Regions from separate parts of the Sus scrofa genome. Here region 2 is linked to region 1. A link is a contact called in public promoter capture Hi-C data. All regions are on one chromosome and are shown on one strand. The core of a region is the stretch at or near the end of the contact, and the rest is flanking DNA. Distances in the headings are between cores, read along the strand shown. Region 1 overlaps PLEKHA5 (pleckstrin homology domain-containing family A member 5). Region 2 holds the start of PLEKHA5 (pleckstrin homology domain-containing family A member 5).

What was found. Promoter capture Hi-C pulls out the DNA fragments that hold promoters and counts their contacts.
Region 2: a contact with region 1 is called in a promoter capture Hi-C map of liver, with 6 times the contacts expected there. The contact joins the promoter of PLEKHA5 here to the enhancer-like site in region 1. A contact is called at or near these places in 1 of 5 promoter capture datasets (liver) and 12 of 47 Hi-C or Micro-C datasets (embryonic fibroblasts, fetal heart ventricle, fibroblasts and 5 more).

Annotation. Positions count from the first base shown.
Region 1 is chr5:53,953,886-53,957,064 of Sscrofa11.1, forward strand. The region is part of intron 3 of PLEKHA5 (pleckstrin homology domain-containing family A member 5); the gene reads right to left. Among named protein-coding and RNA genes, the nearest start is that of PLEKHA5, 62 kb to the right of the region's middle. Within about 2 kb of position 1,701, at least 6 of the 83 cell types and tissues checked have an H3K27ac peak or open chromatin away from gene starts, as enhancers often do. A contact at or near this core is called in liver, where this site is marked.
Region 2 is chr5:54,015,483-54,018,661 of Sscrofa11.1, forward strand. It overlaps PLEKHA5 (pleckstrin homology domain-containing family A member 5), which reads right to left and starts at 1,497. Exons shown (of 25, transcript XM_021092279.1): 1 at 1,209-1,497; 2 at 980-1,059. The coding sequence starts at 1,300.

The DNA.
Region 1 (3,179 bases), core at 451-2,950:
AAAGTTTGTGTAATGTCTACAACAGAAAACTAATACACTGAGCTAAACTCAGTTACTTAATAGCTGGTACTATTATCACTATTTTTTGGCCTTGCCTGTGGCACCCAGAAGTTCCCAGGCCTGGGATGGAACCTGCACCACAGCAGTGACAACATGGGATCCGTAACCCGCTGAGCCACCCCGAAACTCTAAGGTGGGTAGTATTTTTAACCCTACTTTAGCAGAAGGGACTTGAGACTTAAAAACTGAGATCAATTAGCTTGCCTGGGGTCACACAGCTAAACTTTAGAGTTGGGTTTGCCTGTCTGATAGCAGCCTCACGATCACTGCCCTCAATCTGTAAGCACAATAGCAGGGACCTCTCAGCCCAGAATGTGCTCTGCAAATTTCTCCCTCCTTCACTCCCAGGGACATCTTCCTCCCACATATTGTTGTTTGAAATGGTTTACTTCAACTCTCTCCCTCTTCAACCAACCCTTGAATCAGTCTATCTTCTGTCTTCTACTTTCCACAAGCACCGTGATCATACTGAAGCAGAACAAACCCCTTGGATCAAAGGAATAGTCCAACTCATTTCTTGTTACCAGCCTCAGTCATGTCATGTCCCACTTGAAAACTTTCAGCTTCCAGACTGTAGTCAAGTAAAACCCAAGTTCCTTTTTAAGAATCTGACTTTAGGAATCCTCTAGGGAATTCCAGAAGATCCCATCTTAGTCTTCCATCTTGCACGACTGCTTCACAATGCTACCAGACCCACCCCAGCACAGTCTTCAGGCCTTTGTGGTGCCCTGTCTCATTTCAATACCCTTTGTTGTGCCAGGGTATTATTCAGACTGTGCATCTCTTGAAAACCATACCCACCCCTACTAAGTAGCACACCGGCCACAAAGTCTTAAAGAATTTTGCTGGTACCACTAATGGGCCCCTGCCTTGCCCTGCCCCATCTGGCCACAGAAACCAACATCCCAGCTGGGCTAAAGGAGGTAGTGCACCACTGTTGTCTCTTAGGTCAGACATTCTGGGTCCCAATCCCAGCCCTGTCACCTCCTAGCTTTGTGATCTAGGGCAATGTTCACATCTCTGGACTAAATTCCCCTACCTGAAAAATGAGGAAAATAATAGTAACCTCCTCATAGGGCTATTTCAGGACTGAATGGATTACTAGAGGTAGCTGGCAGAGCATCTGGTTTACAGATTCTTGATTTTTACTGTGGTTCCCTTCAAGAAGTGACTTCCTCCTTCGATCTTAGTCCACTTGGCTGACACATGTGATGAGTCTAATCATTACCTTCCCTTTTCCCTGAAGGCTGGACTTGTGACCTGTCCCACAGTGCCAAGCTACGCCACTGCTTTCACCGATGGATGTCAGCTCCCAACCCCGGTAATTCAACACAGAGATTACCATGAAGCGGTATCTCCTTCTATCGTCTTTCCCCTTTTCCCTCCTGACAACCCCCCACCCACTCCTCAAATCAGATCCTTAACCTATCTTCTAAAGCATGGTTTTATTCATCCACTTAAACACCATGATTTTAATAACTGACTGTAGACGAGTTAGTCCTTCTAGCACTGACTTCTCTAGCAAACAAACCCCCTGTCCAACGACTGCATCAATGAAAAAAGTCATCATGCTGTCATTGTTGTTACTGGTCTATGTCCTATTCACCTGTATACCTATATTCACCTGTACACCTATATCCTACACACAGGTATATGGCCTCGTTCTTGACAGCAAGGACTATGTAGCAATCATCTTTGACTCCTTCTGACCCAAACACAAAAACGGGCAATTTATCCTTGCTTATAATCATAATCATAAATGTCATTTCATTTTTCACAAGTTTTCAGTGACATTTCTTTACACTAGTGTTATCTTAAGACTAATTACTAGTCTCTTCCATACAATGTGTTTTAAAATATTAAAATAACCAACATAGCTACATTAATGGCTTTCAGTATCACCTTTAAAGAAATCACTATAACTGAAGCCTTCAGAGCCTCAACCTCAGTTGTATGAGATCACTGTGCTGCATTCAAACAGATTTCAGATAACTTTAAAAGACAACACAATACTACTGTTCTACTTCATATACTCGAATGCTTCTCCTTTAACCTTAGCTCACTGCTGAATTTAACTTACTCGATAATCTAGGACTGATTCAGGTCTACCTCATGCTTTTATGGGCCTGGAGCTCTCAGATGCTCTGCCATCTTCTATTTGGTTATGGTGAGTTCTGATCATCTCAGGTAAAAAGTGAAATTTTATCAGAGACGGAGGTGTTCTTTTTAATCTGATATTTTCAGGAATATTAAAGAACAAAATTGATTTCTTTTTCTTTTACAATCACTACAAGATAACCAGAAGATTTCTTTCAACCATCTGCCCTTCCATGTGAAATACATACAACCTTAGGACAGTGGTTTGGAACCCTGGCCATAATCACCTGTGGAATTCTTGAAAAATCAATCCCAGGCTCCACACCATAGGGGTCTCTGATGACCCCAAGTTTGAGTGTTGCTGACGTTTGCTGAGGAGCCAGGAAATAAGAAGCACAGCCTGACGTAACTTTCTTTCCTTCAAAAGAAAACACTATATTTCAAAGATCTACATAAATATAGATATATTAAAATATGTATATTGCATCCAATTAATCATTTAATCTAAAATCTCATGTAACCAACATATTATAAATCATTGTAATACATGTGTCTTGACAAATATAATTACAATAATCACTGTCAAATTTCTTTCCCCAAATGATCAGTCTTCATATTGGCAATTTTCTAAAACAAATAAATGTTCAGGTGTAAAAAAATTTTTGCACATCAAAAGTAATAATACAACATACCTTCTAAATACTTTTTAAACCTTGGTATCAGGCCAAACTGTTCCCTATCTGCCTGCTGCCAATTTAAAACTCACTTTGCTAGATTTGTCTACACAACAAATTCCTCTGCATTTTATTATTTTTGTGGGTGAGGTGCCCCAGACTGAGCACACCTCCGCCAGGAGAACAACGCCCCTCCCAGGCTGATGGAGGAGCTTTCTGCTGGGCCTGCAAAAAACAGTGAGGGACGAAAACGCCCTTGATTACTGTCAAATAACCTTGTCTTTCAGAGTAAAAATTTTAATCCCAATGGTTATTTAAAATCTATAGTCAGTTGTTAAGCCCTTTAGG
Region 2 (3,179 bases), core at 247-2,746, 61 kb after region 1:
AACCACCAGAAAGAGAGGCAGGCCAGGAAGAGAACACATGTTACACGTTTCAAAGACAAACAAGTTTCAAGAATATACACAAAGAATGACAAAAGAAAGCCAGACCAGCCCTGAAGCTCCAATCAGCCCTTGGCCAGCTCAACTCACATGCAGCATTCAAACAAGCTACCAAAGGCACGGGGGAGATAGGGTTCCCCGCCAGCCATCTCCATTCAGGGCACCGATCCCCACACGCTGGACACCCTCTAGCACGCCCACCGTTTCCCGGCGGGGCGTGCGATCTCGGGGCCGCCGCCGGGGACTTTAAATCTGGCTGACCAGCAACTGCAGCTGCAAATGCCTCCTCCGACCCCGGCTACTCCTCCAGTGGTAGGAAGGAAAGCGCCCAGCTTTCCTGAGCCTCTAGATCCTCGGAGAGGATCGAAGCACCCCCCAAACTGCTCTCCTCCTCCAGCAGCCACCTACCCACAAGTCCCACCTCGGAGGAGGAAGCCGCACGCAAGGGGGAGGATGTGGATACGTTCTCCCGGCGGACCAGTGGCAGGGTCCCGGGCAGCAGGGAGGGGAGTGGAAAAGGACTTCCTAAAGGTGGAAAGGGGTGAAGTGGGGTGCCGGGGGAAGGGGGAGGGATCGACAGAAGGATTCAAGGTGGCTGCGGGAATTAAAAGTCAGATCCAGGTTTCCCGGGAGGGGGGAGTCGGCCACCCTAGGGGGGTGGGAGTGACCGGGTTGGGATGGGGGGCAAGTGGCCACCAAACGCGGAGGAGGGGAGGCGTCCAGAGACTCGAGGGAAGTAACGCGGCGGGGCCCCCGCGGCTCCTCTACCTGCGGCCGCCCCCGCCTGCCTCCGCCCCGCCTCGCCGCCTCCCCGGGACCGCGGCTCGGGGCAGGTTGCCGGCAGGAGGCTGGCGGCCCGGGCTCTGCCGCCTCCTCCCGGCTGAGCCCAACTCCACTCGGGCCCGGCCGGGCTCCGCGTTACCTGTGCTCTGCCGCCGGTGCCCAGTGACCACGGCCTCGCCGGTGACGGGGTGCAGCCAGGTGGTGCTCTTCGCTTCCTCGCTGCAGGGGTGAGAGAAGGGGCCGAGACGGGGCGTGAGTGGGGGCGCGGGAGGAGCCCAGGGGGCCGGAGCGGCACAGACCGGCTCGCTCTCCCCGTGTCGCCCGCCTCCCGCCTCCTCCAGGCCCCCGCGCCGTCCCCGGATCTTTACTTGATGAAGAAGACTCGGCCGCCCCGGGTGATCCCGTAAGTCCAGGAGCGGGGCAAGGAGCAGATCCACTCCAGGTTCAGATCCGCCGCCATGTCTGATCCCCAGCCGCTGCCGCCGCCGCCGCCGCCTTCTGCTGCCGCCGCGGCTGCCGAGGGAGGAGGGAGCGAGCGAGCGAACGAGAGAAGGGAGCGCGGAGCGAGCGCGGCCGGAGCGAGCGCGGCCCGAGCGCGCCTTCCCGGCCCGGCGCGCCCCCGCGCGCGCCCTACCGCCTCGGGCGGCGCCCGCCCCACCGCCCCGGCTGGGTCGGGCCCGCGCCGCCGCCCCTCCGCATCCTCCGCGGCCGCCGGCCGGCCGCCCCGCCGCGCGCTCGGGGGATGGGCGAGCGGCGCCGCGCCCCGCAACCAGACCCCTCCCTCCCGCACCCTCCTCCGCCCCCGCCGCCGGAGCGAAGGTTCAGAGATCGATTTTTTAAAAAAAAAAAAAAAAAAAAGGAAAAAAAAAAAGCCACACAGAAAAAACGCGTTCTGCTCCTCGGGCTTTGCCTGAAGGCTTCACAGCCCTGAGCGTGATTCAAAGAGAGTGTAATCTACGCTCCCCTGAATGCTCTCTCTTTAAAACAACAGAAAAACAGCATCTGAGCTTTGTTTTATAAGAGCTATTGGATATCCAAGAGGTTAAAAAAAAATATATATATATATATACACACACACACACATACATATAGCTTTAGAATAGAGAGCTGTTTTTGTTGAAGCACACGGAAGGTCTCTCCTGTATGTGTTCTGTGTACCAGATATCAAAGATTTGATTAGTTGCGGTGAAACCCATGAAATATGAGTGGATTCAGGCTTGATAAAACAAGTTTGCCTCTTCCTAGATCCCTTAAATCATATAATGTTTTGTAAAATACAAACTTGTCTTTTTTCTTCTTTTTTTAAAGATTCATTTATTCATTAATCTGGGTTTCTTTCTCCTATCTTGTAAATTACAATAATGGCTAACTTTACAGAGTCTTTGTAACTGTGTATGTTAAGTCCCCACAACAGCCTATAGATATAATCCCCATTTTACAGATGGGAAAAATAAAGTTTAAAGAAACAGAACTTGCTCAGGGTCACAGTACTAAGTGGCAAAGTCTGGATTCAAACTGGCTTTAATATTTCAAAAGTCTGTCTGTATGTAATTACATTCTATGCCTGTTTTAAAAGTTTTGTCCCCTCCCCACCTTGGTTCTTTGAAAGAGAGAAGGGCAGATTTCACTGCAACTAAGCTCTCCCTTAACACCAGCTAAGAGCACCGGACTCCTCATTGTTTGGTGCTCAGCCACACTTGGAATTGCTTCTGCGTCTCTGCAGCAAGATGACTCATGCCAACAGGATACACAGCTCACTAATATTAGTACTACTTGTATTCTTACAGCACTTTTTTCTGACCAGTTTTTCGGGCCTCTGAAAATATCTTGCTCATCTTCCCAATTGCCCAAAGAGGCAAATAATCTTTTTCAACTGTTATGGAAATTAAGGCACAGAAAGGGTAAATGACCTTGGACAAAGCCAGATCCAGCACCTTAGGTGGGGCCTAGAGGAGAATGCAGTTTCATTGGACTTTTTCTCTCATACTCTAATTCCCCAAGGCCATTCTGTCTTTGGTGAAAAGAAGTCTGCAATTACTGCTATGATTTTCCTGTCCATCTGCATATACAGGGAAAAAAATAACACTTGAATGTTTTTCTCTTTTTCGTTCCCTTGCATTCTCTTCTTTTCATTTCATTACTTCTTGACATCTTATCTCCTGCCCAGTCTCTGGAAAAATGAGGTTTTTTAATCAATGAATAACTAGCAGGAAATGTTCCACATTACCATCAGTGGTCACAGGATGTAACACAGCAATAAAAACAGGAGCTATTGACTTTATATTGGGCTATATTACAGATTTTAAAATCTAAAGTAAATCTTTATATTCTAATAACTT